Linked DNA regions of Hordeum vulgare: region 2 is linked to region 1. A link is a contact called in public Hi-C data. All regions are on one chromosome and are shown on one strand. Each heading gives the region's core, a stretch centred on a gene start, on an enhancer-like site or on the middle of the called end of the contact. The rest is flanking DNA. Distances are from core to core; before and after follow the strand shown.

Region 1 (5,329 bases), core at 925-3,424:
CATTCGTGATCGGGACTACATGGGCGATCTGAAAGCAAAGAAACGCCAAAGCTTTTAACGGGACTAATAACGAGAAAACACACGCGCAACTGATCATGCTCATGCTCAAGAGATCAAGGATTGGAAGCTCGCCGGATTTGGTGTAGGAGGTTTAGATCCTTTTGTGAGAGAGTAGGCTTGTTGTTTCTTTGCTCGTGTCCGTGTAAGCCGCCAATTGGAATATTCACATTCTAATTGGTGTCTTGTAAACTCTATTTTGCCTTCTATAAAAATATGATACGTTATTGGCGTACTCTCAAAAAAAACACACACAATGAAATTACACGAGAGGCATATTACACATTATTTATTTTTCTATTATTTTCCAGACCAGAGGCATTGTTCTGTTATCAACAACAAGTTTCAAAACATGGGAGAACGCAACTAAAAATTTGGAGGCTCATGTTCGAGAGATACAACAGGCAGGACCTGTGGAACATATCTAATGTTTTAGAAAATTTGGAGGTTCACGTGCAACTAAAAAATTGAAGGCTCATTACTCTATTTTTTCACACATTGTTTCATGTTTGAGAGTGGAAGAGAGTTAATGTTTCAGAAACAGAATCTCACCGAGGCTTTCTGATGCGATTTGGTCGATGGAGCTTCAGAAAACACCACAGAGGGGTTTATGAACCAAGATGAAACTCCAGCTCGCGGTGGAAGCCCCTCGACAACACTTGAAGCCGAGAAAGATAGCCGTGCATGTTCTTGAAGCAGGGTCCCTCAATGAGCTAGATTTGCATCGGATCCCATCATCTGGCGCGCGATATGGTGCGTTATGATGTTGCAGAGAGGTCCCCCACGCTTGCGGCGGCTGATTTTGGACGGTTGGGTCGGGCGCCGCATTGGGCGTAGGTTTGTCGGGACCGGGACAAGTGATTGTTTATGTAATATTGCTCATGTTATAGGAATTAAAAAAGGGGACATTGAACATTAGAGGGATTCAACGACCATTGAAGGGATAGATATTTTTTATACGCCGGCCGACGCGTAGCAGCGTCCTTTTTCGTTGGGAAACGCGCGCGCGGCCCGTACGGTTGGCTGGTCACGGATTTGCAACATTTTTTCATTCAGATTTGCTGCAACCACGTTTAAATTTGCTACAACCGTTTCTCATTTTGCTATAATCTATCATTAAAAAAATTTACATCCATGTTTGGTTGCAACTCGAGTTTGTTGGATTTTTTTGCTACAAGCGGCGTTCGATTTTTGTTACAACCGTGTTAATTTTTGCTACAGCCGGTTTCATTTTTTGCTGCAAACTTTCATTAAAAAATTTGCATACACGTTCGTGAGAGTTGCAACCCGAGTTGACCGAATTGTTTTGCTAAAACCTACATTTTGTTTTGCTACCATGCATCATCGGCGTTCTTTTTTTGCTACGACTACATTGATATTTTTTTGCTACAATTATATTTTTGTTGCAACCGTGAACAAAATTTACTGCGTGGTGACCTAAGTTTACAGCATCAAGAAATTTTTGATGCATGAAAGATCTAACGATGCGGCCTGTGGATCTGATGACTGGGCTGCGACAGACCCGAGCGCTCGGCCCGGTGCGTGGGCGTCCAGTACTGCCCTTTTTGTTAGGGGATTAACGATGATAAGTTGAAGCAAGGGCGATGGTAAGTTCGATGCCCGCACAGAGATCGCGACGCACGTAACTGTCAGTGTCACCGGATGAGGCAGCACTATCGCCGCGTCAACGGTCAATGACCACGTCTTTCTCCCTCGTTCCGATTCGTTCTTTTAAAGTTCATCCTGGTCATCACCAAACAAGGAACTAAAGTACGATGACACACATACACACTACACACGCGCAGCGAAGAAAAACCACCAGAAACGAACAAAAGAGGCATAAAACGAGAACCGAATCGACGGCCACCCCGAACCATGCATCACCAACTGCCTCACAGCTCACAGTTCTTCCAGTCCCGGCAATCGCTTTCTTAATATAGGCACATGAATAAAACCGAGGAAAAACGTTTCTGATTTGTTTTTATTTTCACACGCACACACACACACAAAAAAAAAAGAATGATTCCATTTCCATGGCTGCCCATCCATTGATCATCCAAGTGCAGATTTTCTAATCGATCCGGCCCTTGTCCCCTCTCCCCTCTCCTACGTATCATCCGCTCTGCCTCCCTCTGGTGCGTGCGGATCGATCGGGCCGGGGGCCCCATGGCCGCTCACATGGAGGCGCAGAGCTCCTCACGCCGGTATGTTTTCCTGCTCCTGCCAGCAGCACGCACGTCCGCCGATCATGCATGTGTGCCCCAATCCAATCCCCGTTCGTGGGCTCGCCGTGCCAATTAGGGGTTCTATCATATTGTAATGCGGGTTTGGATTCCAACCATGTGGTTCCTTGGGCTGATGGATCCCCTTTGTTTTCCTTTACTATGTGGCGTCGCTCGTCGCCTCTTCTTTATCGCAAAGCTTGAGGTGGCAATTAGTGGGGAACGAAAGAGGTTGCAATTGTATAGCCTGTGTTTTTTTCCCCCTCTCTCTCGATAATTAGCCTGTGTTTTATAGAGAGGATGGGCATTTGGCATTGCGATCTTGCCTTTCTCTGTAGATAGATGCCTAGTTTGATTTCCAACGTGCGTGTGAGAATGGAGGCGCCTTTTGTGGGCAAATTAAATTGACGGGGTGGGGAGGGCACTCGCGCTCGCATGGCGCTACCTAGCTGGGTCTCATTTTACAATTTGTTTGGTTCATACTTGCTTTTCTTCACCATCCACTTTCGTTCATGTCCATCTCTTTTAGCTGTTCCATACTGCCTTTCTCCCTTTTGGTAGATTTTATTTTGGCTCCGCGGTTAATGGGGTGGGGAATGGTAGGATAATTTGGAATTTGGTAGGTGAATTCGCTCAAGTGGGCGGAAAGCCGGAAACGAATGGAGGAAATGGACGACGAATGGCGTTATGGCCTCTCATGACTGTTGTGTTGGTCTCATTGTTGCAGGGCTTGCCGCTAGCTGCCTCGTTTTGAGTGGCGCGTGCTCTGGTTTTGCCGCCGAGCCGAGCCGAGGCAATGGACTCGCCCAGGGCGGGGCAGGCGGCGACGCGGCGCAAGAAGATGACCAAGCAGCTCACCGGGAAGCGGGACGACACGGCGCTGCACGGTGCGGCGCGCGCCGGGCTGCTCGTCGCCGTGCAGGAGACGCTGTCCGGGGCAGCGCCCGAGGAGCTGCGCGCGCTGCTTTCCAAGCAGAACCAGGCCGGGGAGACGCCGCTGTTCGTCGCCGCCGAGTACGGCTACGTGGCCCTGGTGAACGAGATGGTCAAGTACCACGACGTCGCCACCGCCGGCATCAAGGCCCGCAGCGGCTACGACGCCCTCCACATTGCCGCCAAGCAAGGGGATGTAGGTAGGTACATCCATTGTCTACCGTCTACGTCTACGTCTAGTCCTCTCCTCTCTCATCCTCTCACTCTCACACGCACGCACCGCCATCTTCATGTTTTAGTCATGTTGTTTGCATTGCATGCATGGTGCAGAGGTGGTGAAGGAGCTCCTGCAGGCGCTGCCGGAGCTGGCGATGACGGTGGACGCGTCGAACACGACGGCGCTCAACACCGCGGCGACGCAGGGCCACATGGAGGTGGTGCGGCTGCTGCTGGAGGTAGACGGCACCCTGGCACTGATCGCGCGGAGCAACGGCAAGACGGCGCTGCACTCGGCGGCGAGGAACGGCCACGTGGAGGTGGTGCGCGCGCTGCTGCGGGCGGAGCCGAGCATCGCGCTCCGGGTGGACAAGAAGGGGCAGACGGCGCTCCACATGGCCGCCAAGGGCATCAACCTCGACCTCGTCGACGCGCTCCTCGCCGCCGACCCTTCGCTGCTCAACCTCCCGGACAACAAGGGCAACACCGCGCTGCACATCGCCTCCCGCAAGGCGCGGCACCAGATCATCAAGCGGCTGCTCGAGCTGCCGGACACGAACCTCAAGGCGATCAACCGGGCCGCCGAGACGCCGCTGGACACGGCGGAGAAGATGGGCAACGGCGAGGTGGCCGGCGTGCTGGCGGAGAACGGCGTGCAGTCCGCCCGCGCCCTGAGCCCCACGGGCGGCGGCAACCCGGCGCGCGAGCTGAAGCAGCAGGTGAGCGACATCAAGCACGAGGTACACTCGCAGCTGGAGCAGACGCGGCAAACGCGCGTGCGGATGCAGGGGATCCAGAAGCGCATCAACAAGCTCCACGAGGAAGGGCTGAACAACGCCATCAACTCCACGACGGTGGTGGCCGTGCTGATCGCCACGGTGGCGTTTGCGGCCATCTTCACGGTGCCCGGCGAGTACGTGGACGCGGACAGCCTGGCGCCGGGGCAGGAGCTGGGCGAGGCCAACATCGCCCACGAGACCCCCTTCATCATCTTCTTCGTGTTCGACTCGGTGGCGCTCTTCATCTCGCTGGCGGTGGTGGTGGTGCAGACGTCGGTGGTGGTGATCGAGCGCAAGGCCAAGAAGCAGATGATGGCGGTGATCAACAAGCTCATGTGGGTGGCGTGCGTGCTCATCAGCGTCGCGTTCCTGGCGCTGTCCTTCGTCGTCGTGGGGCGCACGGAGCGGTGGCTGGCCGTCGCCGTCACCATCATGGGCGCCACCATCCTGGTCACCACCATCGGCACCATGCTCTACTGGGTCATCGCGCACCGGATCGAGGCCAAGCGCATGCGCAACATCAAGCGCTCGTCCATGAGCCGCTCGCGCTCCCACTCGGGGTCTGGACTGTCGGAGCACGAGTGGGTCGACGAGGAGTTCAAGAAGATGTACGCCATCTGATCATCATGATTTCATCCCCACGCCCTCGTGCAACATTGATTACGTACTTGATTTACCACGTAAGTACGATGACCAGAGGAGTAGCGATGATCGTAGCACGGCTGACATTTTTATCCGGTAGCTCAGCTGATTGTGCATTACTAGTGATCATTTAAGCTGTTCGCCGTTTGCTGAATGTTGATTAGAACGGCGGACGACAGGAAGAACAGTAGCAACGATGTTGTCACTTCATTTTTCCACTTCTTGTGTAGATTAATATACGACGATAGGAAAATTAAGTAAGCAAAAGCACAAATCAATGTTCAAGTCATCAACTAGACTTTTGACTACATCGGTAGATCTGCCGATTTTTTTTTAGAAAAAGAAGATTCCGCCGCCTCTGCATCAATTGACAAATAATTGTGTAGTCCACAACAAGTTCGAAAAGAACTATAAGAAAGCAATGAAATAAAAAGATGACATAGCCGATGAAAATAGGTCTAGATGACTAAACACTTATTA
Region 2 (5,151 bases), core at 2,279-4,778, 360 kb before region 1:
ATTCCAAGTGTTGGAGCTTCCAGGTTATATGGTGCTCTGCCGTCTCTCTGAACATTTGTAATCTTGAATTACGACAGCTTTTGCATTTTACTACCATAATAATTTACGTGATGTACTCCCTTCGTTCCTAAATATAAATCTTTATAGAGATTCTACTACTAGACTACATACGGATGTATATAGACATACTTTAGAGTGTAGATTCATTCTGCTCCGTATATAGACTCCTAGTGAAATTTCATAAAAGACTTATATTTAGGAACGGAGGGAGTAATATATTCCCTCCGTTCCTAAATATAAGACCTTTTAGAGTTTGCACTATGAACTACATACAGATGTACATAGACATATTTTAAAGTATAGATTCACTCATTTTGCTCCGTATGTAGTCTTCTAGTGGAATCTCTAAAAGGTCTTACATTTTGAAACGGAGGGAGTAGTTGTTTTCCTCATATCTGCATAATTTGTGAAAAAAAACTAGGTACCTTTATGATATCCTGAGTCACATGAAATGAAATCCTAAAAAATTGTGTCAGGATGAGTCACAGAACACAGATCACACCAAGCAAAGTACGCACCTATTTTCTGCCCTACAGTATATCATGAAATCCTATAAACACAAACCGGATGAGTTGCAGAATATCACTCAGAGCAAAAGAAAAGGCGAGGCTATATTTATGTGTAAAATTCCTAGTACTCTTCTCTCAAAGGCTAGGTTTTGACATGATCAATGAAACTAAAACCAACTAACACATGTCACTAAGGAGTTGCCTGGAAGATGAATCTTGGGTAAGCTATCTGTGATCTATACGCCCGCAGCCGAGCTTGCCAAGGCACTAAAAAATGCTCCGTGAACGTGAAGTATAATACAGATTCGACTTTGGTAACTCCTGCCCCTCATTTCTCATCCAAGATGCGTTTCTGGAAGTCCGAAACCATACGGGGCAGGCCTTGCTTCAGCGAGACTTTTGGCTCCCAATTGAGAAGAGATTTGGCCTTTGAGATGTCAGGTTTTCTCATGTGTGGATCATCGGCGGTGTTGGGTTTAAATTCAACACGGGCACTTGGGTCAATTGTCTCTTTCACTACCTGTGGAATATAGTGCGGAAACGTTATTCCTTTTAGGTAAAATAATAATAATGATAATGATAATAATCCACTTTATGTTCAAACAAGAACTGGAGGTCAGTCAGTTTCAGTATCAAGGTCAGACCTGAGCAAGCTCCAACATGGTAAACTCCCCAGGGTTTCCCAAGTTGAAAGGTCCAATGTACTTATTTTCCATCAGAGTTATCAACCCATCAACCTACACATTAACAGATGGTTAAAGATTTTAAGATTCGAATGCATAAGGCATCGATGCAGTTTTGAACAACAAAACACAAGTTGCTGCTTCCACATTTAGTCAAGGAAAAATGAACAAGTCAAGTACCAAATCTGAAACATATTGAAAGCTTCTTGTTTGCTTTCCATCACCATAAACCGTCATTGGTTGTTTTCGCAAAGTCTGGAAATGAGGGACAATGGATATTGAGTAATGCAGATTTTCTATGGTAATCCTCCTTTTGTAAGAACAAGAGCTATGAATTAAGACAAACCTGTGCAACAAAGTTGCTAACAACCCGGCCATCATCTAAACACATACGAGGGCCGTACGTGTTGAATATGCGAGCAATTCTAACCTGAAGGAAACAGTTCCCTTGTCAATTTGATCTTTAAGAAATGTAAGACTGTAATACAACACAGATAAAGCAGCTCATAAGCAGAATCTTGCCAAATGCACTGTCCCTCTTTGATTCACTCTGTCGAGTTAAAAATATGTAAGCAATACCTTGAATATCCATTTAAGAAACTCAAGAGAAGACCTTTTACTCAAACTCAAGAACAGTTAATTTTACACTCATTACTGTGTGTATTTACTTCAAAGCAGCTACATGTAATGAGTTCCCATACATCACAAAGGTACTTTTTTCTGGCAAAAGATATCATCTAAGACGAACACATGGCACAATCTGTCTTGCTCATGATTGCCCAAAATGCAGTACATATAAACACACATACACAAGGACAGCATGAAGCACATGGGTCCAATATTTGGCATTTGGGCCCTCTCAAGTTCACTTACTCGAAAAGGAAATTACTGAAACATTACCTACAAATACCATCTCAGATACATAATGATTTCTGCCCGGTTTTATTGCAACATCTTACCAGATCATATAACAAGTTTTGAGCCATACACAATTAATATATGTTGAGGGGCCCTGTGCAATTAATTCTAGGCAACACATGACATTGCCAACAAGGAAGTCTATAGTTTGACTGAGACCACGATTCAGCAACCGCAGCTTTACCTCAACACCAGCACCACGATGGTAATCCATGGTCAGAGTTTCTGCTGTTCTCTTTCCCTCGTCGTAACAACTCCTTACACCTGCACATTGGCAAAAATGACACATATCAAAATGGAGTGGGCAGACAGAAATGGGCAGTGGTTGAAATATACTACTATTGGGCTTGTTGCATATGACAAATGTTTTCTCCTTTTCAAGATAAAATTAGCACACCTATAGGATTGACATGGCCCCAGTAACTCTCCTTTTGAGGATGCTCTAGAGGATCACCGTACACCTCACTGGTGCTGGTGAGCAAGAACCGGGCACCGACCCTCTTCGCCAGTCCCAGCATGTTCAACGTCCCCATCACATTGGTCTTGTGCAGTATCAGTTAAGGAACCTATTAGGAACAGTATCGAAACAAAAACTACAGAGAACTCTAGGTTTTTTCGGCAATGCAGGCACAACACTTCAATTTTCCCAGGCCATTGTTGACCTACTAGTATTTAAGCAATCCTTTCTACATAAAAGCAAACGAATACAGTGGAGAGGGAAAAAAGGATATGATGGTCTTGATTGGGTTGAATTTGTAGTGGACGGGGGAGGCGGGGCAGGCGAGGTGGTAGATCTGGTCGACCTCGAGGAGGATGGGCTCGACGACATCGTGGCGGATGAGCTCGAAGCGAGGGTTGGCGAGGTGGTGCGCGACGTTTTCCTTGCGGCCCGTGAAGAAGTTGTCGACGACGATGACGCTGTCCCCGCGGGCGAGGAGCTTGTCGACGAGGTGGCTGCCGACGAAGCCGGCGCCCCCGGTGACCACGACCCGCAGGGCCTTTTTGCGGACGCCGACGGGGAGGCGGCGCGGCGACGCGTTGGCGGAGGTGACGGAAGTGACGGTGGCGACGTGGGCGGAGGAGGAGAGAGAGATGGGGTGCGGGGCGAGGGCGGGGTAGAGGAGGAAGAAGGAGGAGGCGAGGAGGAAGCCGAGGAGGACGAAGAGGAGGCGGTGCTCGCGGAGGAGGTAGGACGCGAGGGAGCGGGAGAGGGAGGAGCGGTGGTGCGGCCGGTGCTGCTTGCTGAGGCTGGGCTGCCGGTGGAGCTGCTTCATGGTCAGACGGCGGCGGCGGCGGATCCGCTCGCCGGCGGGCGCGGAGGGAGTAGGCGAGAGTGAGGGGGGCGGACTGAGGAGGCGGCACGTGTGATGTGGGCGTGGAACGCCGTGGTGGCCTGCTCCCCGCAGATGCCGCACGTGCGTGGAAACCTTCTTTGCCCTTTCTCCTGTGCAGTTTACCAACTCGTCTGGATTCATTAGAGGGCGCGTATTAATAACGTATAGTGATGTAAATGTCAACTAGGACCGCATAGCGCAGTGGATTAGCGCGTCTGACTTCGGATCAGAAGGTCGTGGGTTCGACTCCCACTGTGGTCGCTACTCTTTTATCTATGTACGTTACTTTTGAAATAATTTGCACCGTGCCATCACATATAGCTTGAAAATAGATTTCCAGACAACGTGCAAACTACATACATGTATATTGTCACAAAGACTTAGAAGCATTAATGTTTAACTACATACATTAGATCTTTCGTGAACAATTTTACAAATATGTGAACAATTTTAAAATATTAAAATATGTGAACAATTTTAAAATTGAGAACATTTCTTACAATTTACAAACATTTAGTAAAAATCGTGAATATTTTTTATATTTTGAACGGGTTTAAATATTTTCTTTCGAATTGGCGACCAATTCAAAAAAGACGAACATAATTTTTGATGTTGGAGGATTTTATTTTAAATTCACAAACATTTTTTTGAAACGCATGAAGTTTTTCTGAATAAACAAACATTTTTATAAATCAGTAATATATTTATTAAATTTATGGACATTGTTTTGGAATTTGCAAAAAAAAAAAAATCCGGCGCTTTTTTGAACCCTATTTTTAATTCAAAATAAAAATTCGTCAGCATTTTGATTCAAAATTCATATTTTTGAATATGCAAAAGTTTTTGTATTTCTAAATTATTTAAATTATAAATAAACAAAAATGGAAAGGAAAATTTTAAATAAAAAAAGAAACTATCAAAACAGGCATTAGCTATTTTTAAAATTTTAGGACATTTTTTTAATGCATTAACATATTTTGAATTAGAAATTATTTTGTTAAATGCCTTTAATAATTTTTAATACATGGAATTGTATTTGAGATCATGGACTTTTCTTATGGTACAAACATTTTTCTAAAATTGCAAACATTTTATTGTATATGCGAGCATTTTTCACAAAACTCCGAGCAGTTTTTAAAGTCACAAACATTTTAATTTTTTTAATATGTTGATTTATAATGTTCAGTTTATTAAAATATTAAAGATTATTTGAAGTTCTAAATTATTTAAAATAAAAAATAAAATGGAACTGAAAATAAATAAATAAACAGAACTAAAAGCAGGCGCGTGTGCACGGGTCGGCCCATATGGTGTGCTGGAAATTCTCCCACCATGCAGAGCGTAATATAGGAGTTTTTTACATGGGCCGGCCCAGTCCAAAAAATTTCGCTTTGTGAAACGTTTTTAATTACTTACCGGTGGCATGGTGGGTAATTTATGCAAACTTTAGGGGTAATTTTCAAGACGAACGACCAGAAACCGTATTTGCTTTATTATTAGGGAGAGATTTTATAAATCTTTCTCTCTCTTTTTATGTGATTTGTTCTTTTTTGAAATCTTTCTTTGAAGTAGTTGGAAATAGTTTGCATCACGTTACCACATATAGCTTGAAATATATTTCTAAATAACGTGCAAACTATCTCGAAC

What was found. Hi-C and Micro-C count contacts between places; a contact is called where the count stands out from the background.
Region 2: a Hi-C map of seedling shows a contact between it and region 1, with 4 times the contacts expected there. The contact joins the promoter of LOC123446627 here to the promoter of LOC123446626 in region 1. A contact is called at or near these places in 2 of 6 Hi-C or Micro-C datasets (leaf and seedling) and 1 of 1 datasets of contacts at active chromatin or transcription factors (embryo).

What each region holds. Positions count from the first base shown.
Region 1 is chr4H:465,165,436-465,170,764 of MorexV3_pseudomolecules_assembly, reverse strand. LOC123446626 (ankyrin repeat-containing protein At5g02620) reads left to right here and starts at 2,174. Exons shown (of 3, transcript XM_045123198.1): 1 at 2,174-2,261; 2 at 3,007-3,412; 3 at 3,543-5,059. The coding sequence starts at 3,076. The coding sequence ends at 4,828.
Region 2 is chr4H:465,531,861-465,537,011 of MorexV3_pseudomolecules_assembly, reverse strand. LOC123446627 (UDP-glucuronic acid decarboxylase 1-like) reads right to left here and starts at 3,528. Exons shown (of 7, transcript XM_045123200.1): 1 at 2,902-3,528; 2 at 2,568-2,715; 3 at 2,355-2,434; 4 at 1,599-1,682; 5 at 1,433-1,507; 6 at 1,214-1,306; 7 at 572-1,089. The coding sequence starts at 3,444. The coding sequence ends at 898. TRNAR-UCG (a tRNA gene) reads left to right here and starts at 3,692; the gene lies at 3,692-3,765. LOC123450620 (dirigent protein 25-like) reads left to right here. Exons shown (of 1, transcript XM_045127777.1): 1 at 1-90.